2 separate regions of the Zea mays genome follow, and region 2 is linked to region 1. Evidence: chromatin contacts called from public Hi-C data. All regions are on one chromosome and are shown on one strand. Each heading gives the region's core, a stretch centred on a gene start, on an enhancer-like site or on the middle of the called end of the contact. The rest is flanking DNA. Distances are from core to core; before and after follow the strand shown. Region 1 holds the start of LOC541632. Region 2 holds the start of LOC107228384 (Scarecrow-like protein 3).

What was found. A called contact is a pair of places that touch in the nucleus more often than the background predicts.
Region 2: a Hi-C map of tassel shows a contact between it and region 1, with 7 times the contacts expected there. The contact joins the promoter of LOC107228384 here to the promoter of LOC541632 in region 1. A contact is called at or near these places in 17 of 25 Hi-C or Micro-C datasets (bundle sheath, ear, endosperm and 6 more) and 1 of 3 datasets of contacts at active chromatin or transcription factors (leaf).

What each region holds. Positions count from the first base shown.
Region 1 is chr10:1,252,888-1,259,497 of Zm-B73-REFERENCE-NAM-5.0, forward strand. It overlaps LOC541632, which reads right to left and starts at 3,034. Exons shown (of 5, transcript NM_001111387.2): 1 at 2,412-3,034; 2 at 2,217-2,308; 3 at 1,992-2,087; 4 at 1,801-1,871; 5 at 289-1,013. The coding sequence starts at 2,613. The coding sequence ends at 767. LOC100280499 (2-isopropylmalate synthase B) reads right to left here. Exons shown (of 12, transcript NM_001367129.1): 7 at 5,599-5,632; 8 at 5,428-5,502; 9 at 5,028-5,111; 10 at 4,810-4,944; 11 at 3,873-4,018; 12 at 3,366-3,782. The coding sequence ends at 3,641.
Region 2 is chr10:1,413,329-1,419,938 of Zm-B73-REFERENCE-NAM-5.0, forward strand. LOC107228384 (Scarecrow-like protein 3) reads left to right here and starts at 4,021. Exons shown (of 1, transcript NM_001320427.1): 1 at 4,021-5,979. The coding sequence starts at 4,361. The coding sequence ends at 5,881.

The DNA.
Region 1 (6,610 bases), core at 1,784-4,283:
CATATGTGGTATTCATCGCAGAACTCCTGTGGTAGGCGAGTTACCAGCAAGGTACCTAGATTAGATAATCCACATCAATAATCTCTGATGTTTGTTTGTCTTTTAATTTATTTAAGCTGGATTATATGATCTAGAGGGTAAAACGGGGCCGAAGACGATGATGAATATGTAGGGAGAAAGGGGGTTATCCTGCGGAAGGCCCTTGCAGTAGTTAATCCAACTACCTGGAACACCATTAAGTAGCACGTAGAGACAAAAATACTGTAGAGTCAAGGAACTGAGAATCCAAGAGCACAAGTGGTAGAAACCACATCACTGAAGAATTTGCAAGAGGCCACTTGTGGGAGAAGCTACATCACCAAAAATTTCTAGATTGACAGTGTGTTTTGAAAACTCTTGGAGATGCACCAAGTTACTGCCCTACTGACTACTGTAGTGACAACTTGTATCCAGGCTAAAGCTTAGAAGCAGTAAAAGGCTACTCCCATCGTAGGTTATCCGACGGTCAGTTTCAGATGTTCTTGGCTTCGGCACCTGCTGCTATGTCCAACGGGCTGTTACTGTGACTCTGTCAGCTGGCTTTCGATTCTGATAAATGAAATAGGGAGATCTGGTGCAGAATCACTTCGATCGATTCGACTCAAGCAGTATCAGTTTACAGATTCCGTTCCGTTTTGCAAATCCAGGGCTAACATCTACGTTACAAATCAGTAAGCCAAAGTAAAGTGAAAAAGAAAAGGTTTTAGCTGTACTAGTCAGTTCTCAGTTAACTGTGCCTTGATCTGTTTGCCAGCTGGGGCAAGATTTCTTCGGTGCCTGCACCCTTTCTCTTGCGGTTGTTTATGCTATCGCTGCTGCTGATTGTGGGGTTCCTGCGTTCGCCACTGTGACTGTCACTTTGCTGGTGCTGTTCCTGGTTGCATCTGCTTTTCAGTATGTGGGGCTTGAGCTTGTTCATGTCTGATAGCCGCACAGGTTTTAGGAAGAACTCGTCAGCTCCTTCCTCCAGGCACCTGGTTCAGAATTTCAAAACCAGGATTGTTAGTTTTCTCTCTCTCCCGTTGATCATATATAGAGCATCATATATATGCTGTTAAAAGACAAGTCTTGCAACTTGTGTTTTTTTATATATTTTTATTTTTGGATATGTCATATCTTATGATTCCTTCTTTTTTTTTTGTTCGAAAGAACAGCAATAATATCGTTTGATTCTTTCTTTGACTTTAGCGCCCTGCCACTGGTGTATCGCGCAACGCAACAATTTGTCAGTGGTGCTAGTGACCTGTCTGCATCAACAGACCTGTTCCATGGATACGTACGGCGATATGAAAAGATCCGCAAGATCGAACTGCGTATCATTTCATATCTTCTTTTATTTGTTTTTGATTTATTTTACACCGACCAGGCCGAGATATAATACAAGGGTTGCTGTCATCTACTATTATACAACACATGTGACAGCAGATCATTAAGGATTCGGAGAGATTTCCATATCCAATCTTTTGGTACAAAACTTATTCATTTATTTATGTCCGCATGCATGGAAGAGAGAGAGAAAAAAGGAACTTTATAGTGGCTGTCTAATGGTTTTGTGAACATGATGTGATTTTCTGAGCAAGAACAGGCCGGCTGCTAAAAAAATCCTTATAAATGATAAAGTTGTTTTCTTGCCTGAACTCTACTCAAGTCCTCACCTCACTAGTGTAATTTTTCCCCAATTTTTAACTTAAGATTTGTTTCCCTTAAAAACTGTTGTTTAGATCCACAAGACAAATAGTAGAGTGCTAGCTGACTGCTCACCTATTGATCCTTGAAGGAATGTTCTCAGAGGACATGATCACCACCGGGATATCTCTGAGAGACGACGACTCCTGGTAGAGCAAACCAAACCAAACATGCATCTTTAGGCCTTGTTATCTTCAGTGATCATGCCAGAAAGCAAGCACTATACAGAATGTTCAGTGATCATGCCGGAGTAGTTCAGTAGTCACCTTGATCTTCTTGAGCAGGTCATATCCTGTCATGCCAGGCATGCAGTAGTCTGTGATGATCAGGTTCACAGCCACATCCTGATTGGCAGCCACATCCTGATTACACCAGAAACCTCTTCTTGAGGACTAGCTAGTGACGCTAGGAGAAGACAATACAAGCAGTGCACAACACGGTTGACCAACCAACTCGTAGGAGCTAGGAAGAGGAAGCCATCTTCTTCTTACCAGCTGGTGCGTGTGGACAGGAGGAACCGTGCTGTCCTGGTCATGGAGGCCCAGGAACTGCAGCGCCTTGCTCCCGGAGTCGACAGTGGTCACTGCATACATTCAGAAACAAAAGCCAAAGGGGCCGGCCACCTTTCGTGAGACTCAGAGCAGAGGCAAAGGAGACGGGAATAATCATCCGGTGGCTGAGTTTGCCTTGGAAGGAAGAGGTCTTGAGGAGCCTCTCGATGAGCTTCCTGTCCGGGAGGCTGTCGTCCACCGCCAGGACATGGAACGGAGTCTCTGTGGCCACCGCCGCCATGACCGATCGAAACAAGGCAGCAGCAGAGCTGCAGGGAAGAATTGGGGTTGTAGAGGAAGAAAGGCTGGAGGAGGTGTGTGTGCTTTGGCTTGGCATCAGAGGCTGGTGCTTCGCTTTCTGATGAATGGTGGTGGAGGATGTGTGTGTGTGTGCTTGAGTCGACAGACACACACACATATATATATATAAGCAGTAAGCACATGAAACGATTCGAGGAGATATGATGTGTGGAATCGTGGAAAGCAAAGCGAAGGGGAAAAAGGTGCGGTGACTAAAAGAAAGTCCCAGCGCATGGAAAGCAAGATCCTGGAGCAGATTTGCTCCAAATCTTGCCACGAATTGACCCCATATCAGTTGCGCTAGTATTCTAGAGCAGGGGCCCGAAAGGATCCACCACCATTTTCTTTTGTTCCCTCTGCCTTTTTCATACTGCTGCTAGTGCTACTACCATATCACATCATATCATATCATATGATATGGCTCGGTTAGTTTTTTAGTTCTTGGGGGTGGTTTTCTGTCCTCTAGCAAGTAGGGGAGGAGTAGATTGCCGTGTGATCGTGCTGACCCGGCCTGCTCAAAGTCTCAGAGATACGGATCGTTGTGGCGATCTGGTAAAGTATGCCGATTTGCTGCTACTAAAGAACCTGGATTTATTATTTGCTGCCCTCTGGCCACTTGCTTGCAATCGATCGATCAATCGATTTATTATTTACAGCAACAAGATTCTAGGCTACGTGGATCATGCATGCCTCCGATTCTGGTGTTGTCCGGCTGACCGCATGTAAGGTTCGCCGAATGAATATTCATGCTGGCATCACAACACTGATATGGATGATTCATCACAGTTTCTACCTTGGGCATCCTTTATTCACCGCTCGGGTTTTCAATGTCTAATGTTTCCAGGCTATAAGCATGTGAATCATTACAGCTGACCTTGGCCAGACTTCTAAATGGCAACATATTCTATGGTTTATATATGGTACAATACAAACTGGCAACGAGCACGGGATATGACACACATAAATTGTACACTACATAGGCCCCAAGACTTCCTGCCTGTCCTAAGCTCAATGGAAGATCCTTCCAGAAATTTTGAACATGTCACTGTGAACTAAACGGAAGCTCATTCTGTGCTCGGGACGCTTGCGGTCTCAGCTACATCGCTGCTGGCTTTCACGGCGCCAGCGAAACTGCAGATCTTGTTCAGGGCGCTCAGGTAAGCTCTGACACTGGACACCACAATGTCCATGGATGCCCCGCTCCCGCTGAAGCCATACGACAAACACGAAGACACAGTGAGAAAGAAGAACAGAATAGCAGAAATTGAAACAGATTTCAAACAACTGCTATATAACCTGAAGGAGCGGTTGAAGGACTGGCCAGTCAGGGCATGTTTGGCGTTGTTGCTCACATCTCCAGTGACAACAACCCGAGTTGTCGCGATTGCGTCAATGCCTTCTGTGACTGATGTCATACTGTATTCTCGGAGAACCGTTGGAATCTGCAGATTGTTAAGTTCAATCAGGATTTCTCTTCATTCTGATAGTTCGGTAGTCAACGAAACAAAATAAACGGATCTGATGAGTTAGATACAACCCCTGCGTGCACTAGTTAGTCTATTAGTGCTTCTCTACTCCAGACTGGTAGGAGACAACCCATGTCATACTCACTCAATATGGTGTTAGATGATTAAATAATTGACATCTTTTTTTTTTGCACACCCCTGTTATTTTCTGGTTAGAATAACACAAATATACCCAATTTTCAAAGACAGAGAAGAAGTGTTGTCAATAGAGTATCTATTTCATGTCACACTGTATGATACTGCAGCTTTTGAAATGGGCCTTGGTGCCATCCCAAGCAACATAACTGACACTTGATTTCTTTCTCAAGATGCTAAAACATACTCAGACACGATGCTCTAATAAATCATGGTAAGAATCACAAGTCACGACCCTTATAGATGTCATTTTATTTTTAACATCAAGCCAGTGTATCGTCTCTTGAAATTCATCTGCTTGTGATAAATTTCATGCAGACCCTAGAAAAAGCTGTGGGTTATCATGATGATAATACAGTCAGAGGTTCACCCTGATACAAGTATTTCTAGTCCTTATCAAGAAAAACAAGTACTTCTAATATTAAAAGAAAATACAACATTCATATTCGTTCAGGTTTGAAGTAGTGTACCAGTGCAAGAAAAATACCAAAAAACATCATTCATATTCCATTGTTAGAACTTAGAAGTAGTGTACCAGTGCAAGAAAGATTAAAAGTGTGGTGCCAACAAACCTGGATTATTTTGTCAACAGCCTTGTAAGCTGCATCGACTGGACCTGTTCCGACTGAACATGCTATTTTCTCCTCTCCATCTGGTGCTACCAATTTCACTGTTGCCGTAGATAAAGCAAGTGTACCACATGTTGCCTGCAAAAGGATGAATCATATTTTAAGCTTAGCATATCACGTTCCTGCTAACCAAAGTTTAGTAAACTGCAGCTCAACAATACCTGTACATCAGCAAGGGACCAAATAACCTTAGGCTGGAATATCTCATCTGACAATAACGCTTCTAAGTCTTCATCAGTTACGCGCTATAAATTGTGAACAAATTGGGTTAGTTTCCATGTGTAGAGAATGTACATGTTAATGTGTTATAATATAAGTTTGACGAATAAAACAGAACATGGAAGCAAGCAGCTCTCCAAGGAAAATGTAATCGTTAAAAAAATGTACAGGAAAAAGGTGACATGGCCTAAAAAGCAATGTGGAAGCTATTAATCAATGCATGCAATTTTTGAAAGATTACAATAATATGGTGGAGATAACATTGGGTAATAAAAAGGTGACATGGCCCAAAAAGGAAGGTCACATAAGAAATAGTGTAAGCATGCTTTAGAAAAGAGTCACCTTTTTCTTCTCTGCAACCTCTTTGTAGCGTTTAAAGAAGTCCTCAAATTCCTTGTCACCGATTTCATATCCAAGCTACAGTTTGAACAATGAAGATCACATTGGAAAACAATAAGAACAGGAATCGAAAGAAAACTTGAACAGAAGACCCCCAAAACATCTAAGCTTTACCTCTACTAGCTTAGATCTCACAGCATGCCTTCCGCTAAAAAGCAAGAACAGAAAACATTAGTATGGATGAGATTCTCAAATTTGATCTAATTTACTGATGTATGCCCCTGCCTAATTGTGTTGAACACATAATATTCAGTTGAACTAATATAATGATTTTAGAAGCGTAATCATAATAAATTAGATCATATATTTGATCAGAAATTTCTTCCATGAAAAAAAATCAAGCTTCCAGTTCAAGAATATAGTATGTCATAGCATAATGATATCGGATTTATGTTGTGACTGAAGTCTAATGCTTTACATCATACCCTACTACCACCAATACTTTTGTAACACTAGCTGTACATGTGTCACCAACAGCTAATGCCTACATAGTATATGTAACACCTCGTCCACTACCGGACCGCCGGTACTTACTCCTGTCAGCCCTCTAGGGCCATAGACCATCTCCACAGACCAACACACGAGTCTTCTATGCGCACTTTGCCCTCACTCATACGCAATTTGAGAAGACTTTCCGGTTGGTCACCCATCCTAAGATTGCTTTGGGCCAAGCACGCTTAACCCAGAGGTTCCTTCGAGATAGGCTTTCGAAAAGAAGATGAATCTTATTTGTATGAGTATTCTATCAATAATATTAAGCCTTGGGCTAAGATATTGCACAATTCACCCGGGCCAGGATATGACAATCCACAGAAGATCGACGTCCTTGTCAGTCAACCCTAAGCCAGAACCTCCCCCTTTTGGCCACGTCTGTGTGTCTAGTGTCGTCATATGCCATGTCATGTGACCACTCTGGGCCCACATGCGTCATGCGCCGTATACCCGAATCCCTAGCTCACACACGTCCATGAAACCGTGAGGGTCGGTTCTGATATCAATTGTAGCACCCCGTCCGAGAAGACTTCTCAGTCGGTCACCCATTCTAAGATTTCTCTAGGCCAAGCACACTTAACCCAAAGATTTTTTCGAAATAGGCTTCCGAAAAAGAAGATGCACCTTATTTATA
Region 2 (6,610 bases), core at 2,771-5,270, 160 kb after region 1:
AATGCGGACCTTGTGAAGCCCCTCGTGTTCACCATGCATGACTGCATGAGGTAACCACTCCAAGAAGCCTTGCATCCATCCATCCATCCATGGCGCAGAATGCAGAATGCGGTTCTATAAACGTAGCAGCAGCCTCCCGAACTGATCAGAACCATGGCGCCGCCATCTGTGCAGGAGCAGGAGCTGGTGCTGCTCGTCCCGGCACTGTACCAGTGCGCAGCGCACGTAAGCGAGGGGTCCTTGGAGAAGGCGAACTTCAGCCTGAGCGAGATAAAGCGGCTCTCCTCGATAGCCGACGGCCCGCTGCAGCGCCTGCCCGACGCCCTGGCTCGCCGGCTTCTCCTCCCCTGCGAGGGCCTGGCGGGCGCCCTCATCCACCCGTCCGACTACTTCGAGCGCTCCGGCGGCGTCCGGTCCGCTCGCCGTACCTTCGCTGGCCTCAGCCCCTTCCTCCACGCCGCCTTCGCTGCCACCAACCGCGCCATCCTCGAAGCGATGGAGGACGAAAAGGTTGTGCGCATCGTCGACCTGTCCTGCTGCTCAGCTGCCTCCCACCCCTGCCAGTGGCTCGACCTCCTCCACGGCTTCGTCCACGGCCGCCGGCCACCCCCGGAAGTACGCCTGACAGTCGTCCACGACGACGACGACTTCGTGGCCGGCATGAGGGCGGCGCTAGCTAAGGAGGCTCACAGGCTCAATATCCCGTTCCAGTTCAACCACGTGCTAGTAGTGCGCGGCGGCGGGCTGGAGACCATGGACTTGCGCGGCGACTTCCGCGACGTCCTAGGGGTCAAATACGGCGAGGCGGTCGCCGTCAGCTGTTGCCTGCAGATGCACCGCCTGCTCGCGCCTCGCGGCTGATGACGACAGTGCCAGCTGCTCAGCTCTCGCCCAGCTCCAGAACATGGCAACGACCGCAGCCGCGCAGCTGAAGCATATGGCGTGCAGCAGCCGCAGCCCGGCCTCCATCCTGAACTATCCGCGGACACCGTCCCCGCAGTGCCAGTGCCAGGTACCCAGGCCGCTGGCGAGCTTCCTCGGCGCCGTCCACCACAGGCTCAAACCAAGCATCGTTGTCGTGATGGAGCAGGACGCCAACCACAACGCCCCGCCGTTCTCCGCCCGCTTCGCTGAGGCGCTCGGCTACTACGCAGCGCTCTTCGACAGCCTCGACGCCGTGGCGGCTGCCAGTGCCGCCGGCGACCGGGCGCAGGTGGAGAGGATGGTCCTGGGGGAGGAGATCAAGAACGTACTGCTCTGCGAAGGAGCCAGCCGCCTCGAGCGGCACGAGAGGCTCAGCCAGTGGGCGATGTACATGGACGCGTCAGGGTTTCGCCGCGTCCCGCTCAGCTTCCGCGCCATTAGGGAGAGTGAGCTCAAGCTCGCGAGCTTCGGGATGAGTGCATGCCGCTACCAGGTGGAAAGCGACGGCCTTCTGCTGGGGTGGGGCTCCACGCGTCTCTACTCTGTATCGGCGTGGAGGCCAAACAAGTCTGGGACCAGAGAGTGTACGTTTAGAAGTTGATATGATCTGGTAGTCCTGCAAGTTTGGGCCGTGCCTGCTGGGCCAGCACGAGCCCGACACGAAATTAGTGGCACGAAGCCCGGCCCAGCACGAACAAAAATTACACGGGCCAGCACGGCACGTTATACGGGCTGGGCCGTGCTCTGGTTGGCGGCCCGACGGCCCAAGTAGCCTGGCACGCCGTAGTGGGCCGTGCTCGGGCCGGCCCGACACGTTTTAGTGTTTCTCACGCGGTCACGTTTTAGGGTTTCAACGTCCATTCGTCTCTCCACCAGCCGCCACTAGCCCACGCCAGCAGCCGCCACTAACCCACGCCACCAGCGGCCATCTCCATTCTTCCTGACTTCCCAGGCGCCCAGCGGCGAGCAGCCATCTCCCAGGCGCGCGCCACCTTCGTCTCCCACGCCCGCACCGCCAGGCTGGCCGGCCTCCACGGCGACGCCTGCCTCGCCAAGCTCTGCGGCGTCATCGCGGCCGACGAGAGGCGCCACGAGGCCGCCTACACGAGGGCGTCCGACAGGGCCTTCGAGGAAGACCCGGACGGCATGGTGCGGGCGCTCGCCGCCGTCATGCGCGCCAAGGTCACCATGCCCGGCGAGCTCATGGCCGACGGCCGCGACGATCGCCTCTTCGATCACTTCTCCGCGGTTGCGCGGCGCTCAGGGGTGTACACGGCGGCAGACTACGCCGACATGGTGGAGCATTTCGTGCGCAGGTGGAAGGTGGCGGAGCTCGACGCTGGCCTGTCCGGCGAGGGGCGGCGCGCGCAGGACTACGTGTGTGGCCTGCCGCGCAAGATACGCAGGATGGAGGAGCTGGCTCAAGACCGTGCGGCTCAAATGGAGGCCCAGTCGGTATGCTTCAGTTGGGTGTTCGATAGGCCCGTCCGCATCCACTGATCAGCTAGCTTCTTCCAATCCAAAGCAAGCTTGGAGGCCCATTTGTCCCTCATCAACTGAAGAAGGGCCAGCTACTTCTACTTATTTTATTGTAATCTTGTTTTGTTTACTGCTTAAATTGCGTGCCGTGCCTGGGCCAGCACGGCCCGACGGAAGCCCGTCGTGCTTTAGGGCCGTGCTGGGCCTTATTTTTACTCACTAAGCCCGATAAGGCACGGCCCGATTTTATTTCGTGCTTGCTAGGCCCGACTAATTGAGGCCCGAAGCACGGCGGGCTTGTGCCGGGCCGGCACGGCCCGGCCCAAGTTGCAGCACTATGATCTGGCGCTGTATCTGAGTTACTTAATTCATAACACGCATCAGTTTTAAATTGCTATCTGGAAAGAATCAGGTTGTTGTTGCGCTAGTTTTTCTTAGTGGATGGTTTGTTGTTGCATTCTTAAGGATGCTGTGTGTTTTCTTCTGTTTCTTCTTTTCAGTTTTGTTGTGTCTGTTCTCCCATTAGCTTCGTGGTGGTTTGTAATTTGTCTGCTGAGACAGCGGCGCACCTATGTAAGGATTGTCCCTTCTTCAAGGAAGTGTGAAGCATGATCTTGTCTTAGGTCGATCTGCGGTTCCTAGACGGTACTCCAAAGAAGGGAACCTGTACACTTGGTGGCATAGACTGAGAATGCTCTGTAGCAAGCAATTAAGCAAAAGTTTCGATGACTTACTAATTTATTTCTGATGGAGGTTGGAAAGAAACAACAGAATCTTCAAGAGACAACAGAGAACGACAGAGCAAGTTGCGTAGGTGGTGAAAGAGCTCGTTGGTAGAGGTTTAGCTTGTCTGTAGCGGCTAGTTGCCCTAACCCTCTTTCTTGATGTCTGTTTACTAAGCAGTTCTGGTCAAGGGGGTCGGGTCTTTGTTTCAGTGTCAGTGTTCCGCCTAGTGCAGGATCGTTAAGTTGTATGGATTTGTACCAGTTTGTAATGTTTTTTTTCTCCCTTCTAATATATTGGTTTGCCTTTCCCTTTCAAAAAAGATCTCTTTCTTTAAATGAATTGTGGCAATTCTCTTGCCGCCTTTTCTTAAAAAAATCAATTTTGGGTTGCTCTCCATCAGTTTAGTTCCTACCTAGCTTTAACATCTTGAAAAGCCATGCGAATTAGGTATCATTGGAATTTCTCCTATTTGGTGTAAGATGGTGTTGCTGCCTTTTTTTGCCGTGCTTCTGTTGTGTTCTTCATTTGGATTTGGATATCCATGCATATGGATCTGCAGAAGAGATCTGAAATTGTGACGCACGTCGTTCCTAGTCCTAGGTGGACATGTTCTCCTTGCAAACAAGAACAAGTTATTATTACTCCCTCCGTTTCTTTTTATTTGTCGCTGGATAGTACAAAATTACACTATCCAACGACAAATAAAAAGAAACGGAGGGAGTATTAAACAAGCATGCGCGTCAAATCTGAACGACTTCTCCAAGAAGCGGCCACCTTGCAATCACCAAGCATTTGTTTTTGCTGTGGTAAAGCTGACAAGGCTCAAGTGTTTGCTTCTTGTCCTCTGACGAAATTAACATGAATGCAGATTTTGGAGCCATGCCTGGGATTGAATTGATCGCAAAATTGTCTGATCCAAAACGCTGCAGATAAGTTCCAAGCGAATATCTCCCGGGCTGCCTAGTGATTCCACCGAGATGCAGACGACATCGGCTTAGCCCTTGCCGCACATGCGTCCACTCCTGCCTCGTCGCTTCTGCGCTCCATGACAAGGTCACCCACCTCGGAACGTATGAACTCGAGACCCCTGCAGGCTTGCCAACACGTTTGTCGCCACGCCAAGGTCCAGTGTCCAAGCCCAGCAATGGCGTGCGGTGCCTTCATATCCAGCGCAGCAGCAGCGACGGTCCATTAATTGACCACAAGCCCCCGCCCGTCCGAAGCAACCGACATGGACATGTTCCAGGAGGACACGCTGTCGTCGGCCACGTCGTCTCCGGCGTCGTCGCTGTGCACGCCGTCGCCGCACCCGCACGGGTCGTCGTGGGTGCAGGAGCTGAGCCACGACCAGCAGGGCCTGCGCCTCATCAGCCTGCTGTACCAGTGCGCGGCGGAGGTGGCGGCGGGCGCCTTCGACCGCGCCAACTTCTACCTTGAGCAGATCACGCAGCTGGCGTCGCTGGACGCGCCGCACACGCTGCAGCGCCTCGCCGCCGTCTTCGCCGACGCGCTGGCGCGGAAGCTGCTCAACCTGGTGCCAGGCCTGTCGCGGGCGCTGCTGCCCACGGGGCCGGGCAGCCCCGCGGAGGCGCACCTGGTGCCCGCCGCGCGGCGCCACCTCTTCGACGTGCTGCCCTTCATGAAGCTGGCCTACCTCACCACCAACCACGCCGTCCTGGAGGCCATGGAGGGGGAGAGGTTCGTGCACGTCGTCGACCTCTCCGGCCCCGCCGCCAACCCGGTGCAGTGGATCGCGCTGTTCCACGCCTTCCGCAGCCGCCGCGGGGGGCCCCCGCACCTCCGCGTCACGGCCGTGCACGACGCCAAGGAGTTCCTGGCCAGCATGGCCTGCGTGCTCGCCAGGGAGGCCGAGGCGTTCGACATCCCGTTCCAGTTCAGCGCCGTGGAGGCCAGGCTGGAGGACCTGGACGCGGACGCGCTGCGGCACCTCCTCCGCGTGCGCTCCGGCGAGGCGCTGGCCGTCAGCGTGGTGGGGCAGCTGCACCGCCTCCTGGCGGCCGACGACGCCGGCGGCGGCAGGAGCAGCAGGCACGTGCACGTCCCGGGCAGCAGCTGCCTCACCCCGGTGCAGATCATCGCGCGCTCCAGCCCCAGCAGCTTCGGCGAGCTGCTGGAGCGGGAGCTCAACACGCGGCTGCAGCTGAGCCCGGACTACTCGCCGGTGCTCTCTATCTCGCCGCAGTCGTCGCCGGTGCCTGGGCAGCAGCAGCAGAGGGAAAAGGCGCCGAAGCTGGGGAGCTTCCTGCGCGCGGTGCGGGCGCTGTCGCCCAAGATCATGGTGGTGGCGGAGCCGGAGGCGAACCACAACGCGCCCACGTTCATGGAGCGGTTCGAGGAGGCGCTCAACTACTACGCGTCGCTGTTCGACTGCCTGGAGCGCGCGTCGGCGGCGCAGGCGCACCGGTGCGCGGGGGAGCGGGCGCGCGCCGAGCGGCTGGTGCTCGGGGAGGAGATCCGCGGCGTGGTGGCGCGGGAGGGCGCGGAGCGCAAGGAGCGGCACGAGCGGCTGGCGCGGTGGGCGCGCCGGATGGAGGCCGCCGGGATGGAGCGCGTCGGGCTTAGCTACGACGGCATGATGGAGGCGCGGAAGCTGCTGCAGAGCTGCGGGTGGGGCGGCGGCGGGGACGACTCCGCGTACCAGGTGGCGCACGACGCCAGCGGGAAGGCCTTCTTCTTCTGCTGGCACCGCAAGCCGCTCTACTCCGTCTCCGCCTGGAGGCCGGCGGCGTAGCCAAATAATACTAGCTGAGATCGCATCGCATCGCATGTAGTATGTATGTACATCATCGGCATATATATCACTCGACGACGATCGTCTGTCTCATGCCATGTTTGCTCCCTTTGAATTCATCTGACTATTGCTTGCAGTGTGCAATTGGTTTGCTGATCGCCAACACATGGACGACGTCACTTTAGTTGAGTCCGGAAAGTTCATGAGAAGTCGGTGGACAAGAAAAGGAAAAAAAAAAGGCTGCTTCTTGGCCTCATGTCTCCTTGCTTTAGACTCGTGCACAGTATACAAGCACCAGGGCCCGGTGCAGGTGCAGCCTTGCAGTGTTGGACGGACCTGAAATTCAAGTGAAGCTGCTGGCCTGCCCCTGAACCTAAAATAAAACGAGTCCATCAAACTTTAGGTAAAAATGTTGAATAAATTATAAATTGAAACAGAGAGGTATAAAGGAAAAGGACAAAAGTATAACTAGAGCGTTTTAATTTATGGGTCAAGATGCAATTGAGCGCATTCACAAGTTTTATTGGGGAGACATTAAATTAGGCTTATTTCAAGTTTCTTTTCTCAACAATTAAAACCTAATAACAAGAATAACTTCATCCTGAGTATCAGACGTGTTTACAAGAGTTTTGCACACTATAACCAACCCTATAGTATCACAATAAAATTAGAAACAGTCACTTAAAGTAAACTTCTCAAATATAATAACAAAAAGTAAAGCAAGAGTTT